2 separate regions of the Mus musculus genome follow, and region 2 is linked to region 1. A link is a contact called in public Hi-C data. All regions are on one chromosome and are shown on one strand. Each heading gives the region's core, a stretch centred on a gene start, on an enhancer-like site or on the middle of the called end of the contact. The rest is flanking DNA. Distances are from core to core; before and after follow the strand shown.

Region 1 (3,138 bases), core at 306-2,805:
GAATAGTAGGGTCCCTTTGCTAAGCCCCAGGAGACACCAAGAAGTGAAGGCTACAGAGAAGCACAAACAACAGCATCTAGTTCCAAGATCTACTTCCAGTACTCGTGGCCTTGAGGTTCCACTGGAATGTAAAGCCGGCTCCAGCTTTCCTGCCCCACTGTTCTTTTTCCCACTCAGGGAGGTGCCCAGAGCATCCAGATGGCAGTACAAGGATCTATCATCAAATACTTACTGTTTACAAGGGAGGGGAAAGACTGCAGCCTTCAAAGGTAAGAGGACTGTGCTTAGCACTTAAAAGAGTGGCTTATGGACCTAGAATCTTTATATGCTAAACAGTCACAATGAAATTCCCATGTCTAGGGGGAACCAGGGAACGTGCTTTGCTCTTCAGCCTGTCCACCTTCAACTGAGAGAGGCAGGGTTTCTGTGCCTCCCACCTCAGCCAGTCATTGGCTATGGGCCATCCAAAGAGAAAGAGCATCATTCTTAGTCACTTCTGGGCAAAGTGACTCAACTCCATTAGAAAATTTGAAAATCTGGAGTCACAGGGAGCAGGACCCAAAGTAGACAGACGGTGGACATACCCTCCATGTGAGAACAGGAGATCCGAAACAAAAGATACATGCACAAGCACACAGCCTAACACACGGCCTAGGCTAGCATACAACCCTGAATAAATACAAAGGAGTCTCTGCTATGGGATCCCTGCTCCGTGCAGCCTCCCCAAACCTTCTCTATTACAACTGTCTTTCTGTTGTTCTGTCTGTGCTGGAGCTTTGCAGTTTTTCTGTCCCATCAAAGTGCTAGACAGCCTATACAAACAACCGGTAGCCTCCGCTGGTGTTTCTATATGAAAAGCACATGTTATAGTTTGAAAAAATAAGCAGAGGGAAGACTGCTCCCACTTTCTAGAGTAGTTGGAGGCTCTCGGGGCACTGGGTTCAGTGTGATAGGAAAGAGCAGAGACTCAGGGCCCAGATGGCCTGAGTGAGGACCAGAGAGCTTTCATTGTAAAGGTGAGAGCCCAGAACAATTACTCAACCTCTCTTATCTCACTCTCCCCTCACCTCTAAGATGGGAACAAACCTAGTATTGCCATAGAGCAAGTCTGTGGATTACATGAGATAATCCTCCTTAAGATGTGGCCAGGTAGAAAGGGAGGTTGCAAACCCTGAAGGTAGGTGTGCCTGAGGGAGGGAAACGTGCAGTGGGTACTTGGGGTTCTATCGGGGAAGAGCTTTTGCAAAATGAACATCTGTGAGACCAAACTGCAGGGATTATTTCGGATTGTACTTGAAAAAAAAAATGACTGCGTTGTTTGGCAACAAGTACAGGGTGACCCATTTTGGAGTTCAGAGACGGACGACAAGGGTGTGCATAGGACAAGATAGGCTGGTGTTGCTCAGGAAAGTAATAGGCTGCCGTGATGACAGTTACAATCCAAGCAGAAAGATCAGACTTCCCTGCTCTACCCTCGCATGACTCCGGAGAGGGAAGTCAGTAGGCTATCGCCGCCCACACTCAGAGGCACTCATTCCCTCGCCACCTGCATTGCAGTTTATGTAACCTGAGCCAGCGTGAGCAGGAACAGGCTCTAGCTGCGATGCTGGCTGGCATCCTATGGGCTGCAGGAGAAGCTCAGAAAGCCATCGTCTGTTTTGACACCAAAGACATCCACAGCACTTCGACTCTTGACTACTCCAGCAACAATTTCATTGAGAGGGTAAGTGCGCTCCAGCTGCTGTGTTGGCTGAAGAGCCAATGAAGCCTGAGTGTGCTCATGGTCATGGAAGCACAACCCCCACTCAGGACCTGAATTAGCCAGAGACACCTTCTTCAGAGGACGCCAGCACCAAGGGGCTGTGAGGGATTGGAGCAGTGAAAATGGCGAATTTCTCCTAAAGTTCCCTTTAAGCGAGAGTATACTGCATTTAGGCTGGTGGGCTTCAGTGTATCCTGGTGGTAACAGTGTGCTGCTAAGCCTTGGGTTTGGTAGGCTCCACCAAAAAAAAGAAAAAAGAAATCTACATCTCAAATCATCATTAACTGTATGTCTCTATCATAGAGACTGCTAAACTCCATCAGGGGGAAATCTCCATATGGTTTTGTTATTTGAGATGTCACAGTGACTTAAAATTTGGGGGATGCAATAGGGATGCTGTCACCGCCCGGTTTTACCATGTGTGCTTTATGTGGCCTTGTGCTGGATGTCAGTTTTTAGCGATGTGATTTTGAAATGAAACAAAACCTCCCTTTAGGTAATAGCCGTGAAATGATCTCCCTTCGAGGTGCCTTTCATCTTCCTTTGCATTTTTATCTTCAATTCCCCATCTATAGCTCCAGCTGTTTGAATTCTCAGAGAAAGAAGCCACTGAGAAATTCGTCTATGATCATTTACAGTGTGTAAGTGTCTAAATGCTGAGGTAATTCCTTTATGTGGAGCTGATCTTACCGAGATCTTCATTCTTTTACAAAGCGCATTGCTAATGGTTCTTGTTAAGAAAACCAGGTCATTTTTTGAAGGCTGAGGAAGGGCGGAATAAGAGACAGAGGAGCCTGCCTCTCCCTCTTCACAGCCTAGAAAGAGGCCAGATCACACAGACGCCATCCATGAACACCTCCTTTTCTTCAGCTAATCAATCCCAGAGAATAGCACCCTTCAGGCCTTGTACCGGGATTTCTTTTGAGGGAAGAAAAATGTTAAAGCAGGCTTACCTCATTTTATGAATAACAAACAGAAACGGAGGGAAACTAAGCTGTCTGCCAGACAGACGGGTCACACTGACTTAGGACCTTGCAAAGCTTGCCTCCCTTCACCCCTTCTTCCACAGAGAATGCTTCTTCTCTTCCCTGGATAACGAGAGAACAAAGCAGTGGATAATAGTGGCAGAGGAGTCAAGGGGGTTCTTGGTTTTTAAGATTCTTCTTTCTAGAGAGGAAAGGAAAATGAACCACAATCTTCTAAAGAAGAAGCTTAAGTAGAGGATAATTAGCAGGGTGGCCATGAAGCTGTAAGCTGCAGGGCATGTGGGCAGAAGTGTGATTTATAAAACTCGTTGCAAAGGCAACATGAGGAGGAGAACCTAGGCATGGGTGCTTAACACACACTCTCATATGATCCCAGTTAAACTAATATAG
Region 2 (3,072 bases), core at 95-2,594, 75 kb before region 1:
GATGAAATGTTTAACAGAGAATGGGAGTCAAGTTTGTACTGAAAGTCAGAGCCCAGCATAAAATGAGATACACAAATACTCAGGAAACAATCTCTCTCTTGGAGAGAGAGAGAGAGAGAGAGAGAGAGAGAGAGAGAGAGAGAGAGAGAGAGAGAGAGAGAGAGAGAACATACACAGAGAGATAGAGCACAGAGACAGACAGACACAAAGAAAGAAGAGAGAGAGAGAGAGAGAGAGAGAGGGGAAGAAAGAAAGAAAGAAAGAAAGAGAAAGAAAGGAAAAGAAAGAAAGAAAGAAAGAAAGAAAGAAAGAAAGAGAAAGAAAGAAAGGAAAAGAAAGAAAGAAGACATACACAGAGAGACAGAACACAGAGAGGGAGAGAGACAGACAGACAGACAGACCACACAGAGACAGAAAAAGGGTCAGAGACAGAGAGTCAGAACACACAGGCAGACCTACAGAGACAGAGAAACAAAAAGGGCCATTTTATTTTTTTCGTGAGAATCCTCACTGGGCACCCAGGAGTAAGAAGTAGTCAACGGATTCCACACTTGAGCTTTCAGGACTTAATTCCTAAACCAAATACACATTGCTACATAATATCGTTCCGATCTTTGTCTCTAGACTCTCAGCTACTTTCCCTGGAGACCCGCTCTTCGGTGGTGGCTCTGTCTAATCATAGTGCTTCCTTCTACGTCAGTACTCTTACCTTTATACATTCGGCTGCTTCTTGGACCCACAACCGGGCTCCCTTGCTGTCATACTGAAACAGCCAAATGCTTTCAAATAAAAGCATTTCTAAATGTACACATTTTCAACTGTAGCTCTGTGTTTCTGTGCCTCAAAAAGAGTTTGAATCAAATTCTAAGTAGATTCCATAGAAACTGTGGGCGTGGAAGAATTGGGGGTGAAGAGGACAGGCCTGTATAGCTCTGGGATCTTCAAGTCTACACCAGATGCAATGCGGAGCCATGGTTCACCAAACTAAAATGAAACATTTTAAAAATCGATTAATTATTGTTACCTGTGCCAAAGCTCCCATTCTCCCATGGCCGAGAGCAAACAAAACCCAGAAATAAAAACTCATCAATACGTGGATGTCTCGCATTGCTGCAAACTTACTGTCGGAGCCAAGGCTTCAGCTCACCCAATCAGACAACAGGCTAGGGAAGACTGGCTTCTCTCAAGTTACACGGAGGACTCCATCTGTTACCCTATACCTTTCTTAGTAAGTGACATGAGAGGGGACCATGCAGGCAATTTGGAAGAGTTTTATTTTACAAACTCTGAATCCAAAGATTTCTGTTTAAGGAAAGCAGCAGCAGAAGAGGAACAAAGCCCGCAGTGGGTGAGGAAGGATGCTTCACGGACTGGCGTTCTGCCTGGTGGAACCACTGTAAGGAAGGGCAGTGTTTTTCAGCTGCTGTGATAAATGCAGCCGACGGGGCAGTCGCTACTTGATGCTCACAAAGGTCTTTGTTTTCAAGTTTGTCTTTACCGAAGCCTTTTCTCGTCATGCCAAGCCAGCAGAAGAAGATCATCTTTTGCATGGCTGGCGTACTGAGCTTTCTCTGTGCTCTTGGAGTGGTGACAGCAGTGGGCACCCCACTGTGGGTTAAAGCCACTATCCTCTGCAAAACAGGGGCTCTGCTTGTCAACGCGTCAGGGAAGGAGCTGGACAAGTTCATGGGCGAGATGCAGTATGGCCTTTTCCACGGAGAAGGCGTAAGGCAATGTGGGTTAGGAGCAAGGCCTTTCCGGTTCTCATGTAAGTAACACTTCCATCTGAATTACTTAACGCTTTCTGAACATTCTTCCAGCTGTTGCAAAGACATAAAGAGGATCTTGCCCTGTCTATTAGGACTCTAAGCAACTTGTTTAGCTTTTGTTTTCTTTTTTCTTTTTTTCTCCCTTGTTTTGGTTTTTATTTTTATTAATTTTTTATTCGTGCTATTTTTACTATGATCATTATAATTAATTGCTACGATGTTATGCTCTTTGAAAGCATAACCCTTTAAAGAGTCTGACAAGATGACTACCATTAAGCTATGTGATGCCAAGGTCATCCTCAGCACCTGCATGATGGGAACAGAAAACCAAGTTCCCCAAGTTGACCTCTGACATCCATATACACACTATGGCACTCACACACATACTTGAGCACATGCGCATGCATCTCTCTCTCTCTCTCTCTGTCTCCCTCTGTGTGTGTATGTGTACGTGTGCGTGTGTGTGTGAATTTTCAAAAACGAAAGTATAACCCTCAGGATTCTTAAGTATTACTAATAATATAAGACATTCTGGCATCTTTGTTAAAGAAAAACAGTACTTGAGAAAATAGGAACTCTGTAAGGAATGGTCTTTGTGCCTTTTGTCCTTTAAAAGGGGACCAGTTTACTTGCATTTCCATTGGCCCATGACTGTGTTTCTTAGCCTGCCCCACACTGCTAAAACCCTGGCTGCTGATTTAACAACTTCTGTTTTCATATTTAACCAATTTGGAATTATTTGCCTACAAAATTTTTAAAGTGATCTGCTGAGAAATGCACACCAACAGTACACAAAACCTGACTGACCTTCAAATATGGCAGGGAGTAGGAGATATTTTCTGTCATTATTTGTGCAAAATGGGAGTGCTATCTGGAGTATTTATAACATGCTTATCTTGAGATGAGAAGTTTTTTTTTTTTTTTAAAAAAAGCTACTATGAGAATGGGCAACTCATTAAATGAAAATTAATAAACAGTCATTTGTTGTATCTCTCACTACACACACCCAGAACTTATTATTATTTCAAAGGGCTGGTTTGGAGCAATCTTATGAAGACACAGTCAGTAAATTACTGCATAAATCACTCTTCAGGAAAAGGAGACTCCCAATTGAGGCATTAAAATGAATTATTATTTTGTCTGAGCTTCTTTTCTCCTCTAGTATAGGTAGAAGGTGAAATTAATTGAATTTATTATTAACATATGCAGTGTCTAATTAAATTGCAGCTCTGGCCCATTTATATTTCTGCAACATTCCTTATATCTTCTAAGCAGTCATTTGGCAGTAACCTCCAACTCATGT

What was found. A called contact is a pair of places that touch in the nucleus more often than the background predicts.
Region 2: a Hi-C map of cerebral cortex shows a contact between it and region 1, with 1.6 times the contacts expected there. The contact joins the promoter of Clrn1 here to the enhancer-like site in region 1. A contact is called at or near these places in 2 of 484 Hi-C or Micro-C datasets (cerebral cortex and nephron progenitors), 1 of 115 datasets of contacts at active chromatin or transcription factors (embryonic stem cells) and 2 of 9 other capture datasets (adipose tissue and pancreatic islet).

The regions. Positions count from the first base shown.
Region 1 is chr3:58,808,983-58,812,120 of GRCm38.p6, reverse strand. It overlaps Mindy4b-ps. Among named protein-coding and RNA genes, the nearest start is that of Gm40059, 14 kb to the left of the region's middle. Within about 2 kb of position 1,555, at least 21 of the 459 cell types and tissues checked have an H3K27ac peak or open chromatin away from gene starts, as enhancers often do. A contact at or near this core is called in cerebral cortex, where this site is marked.
Region 2 is chr3:58,883,484-58,886,555 of GRCm38.p6, reverse strand. Clrn1 (clarin 1) reads left to right here and starts at 1,344. Exons shown (of 3, transcript NM_153385.3): 1 at 1,344-1,768. The coding sequence starts at 1,516.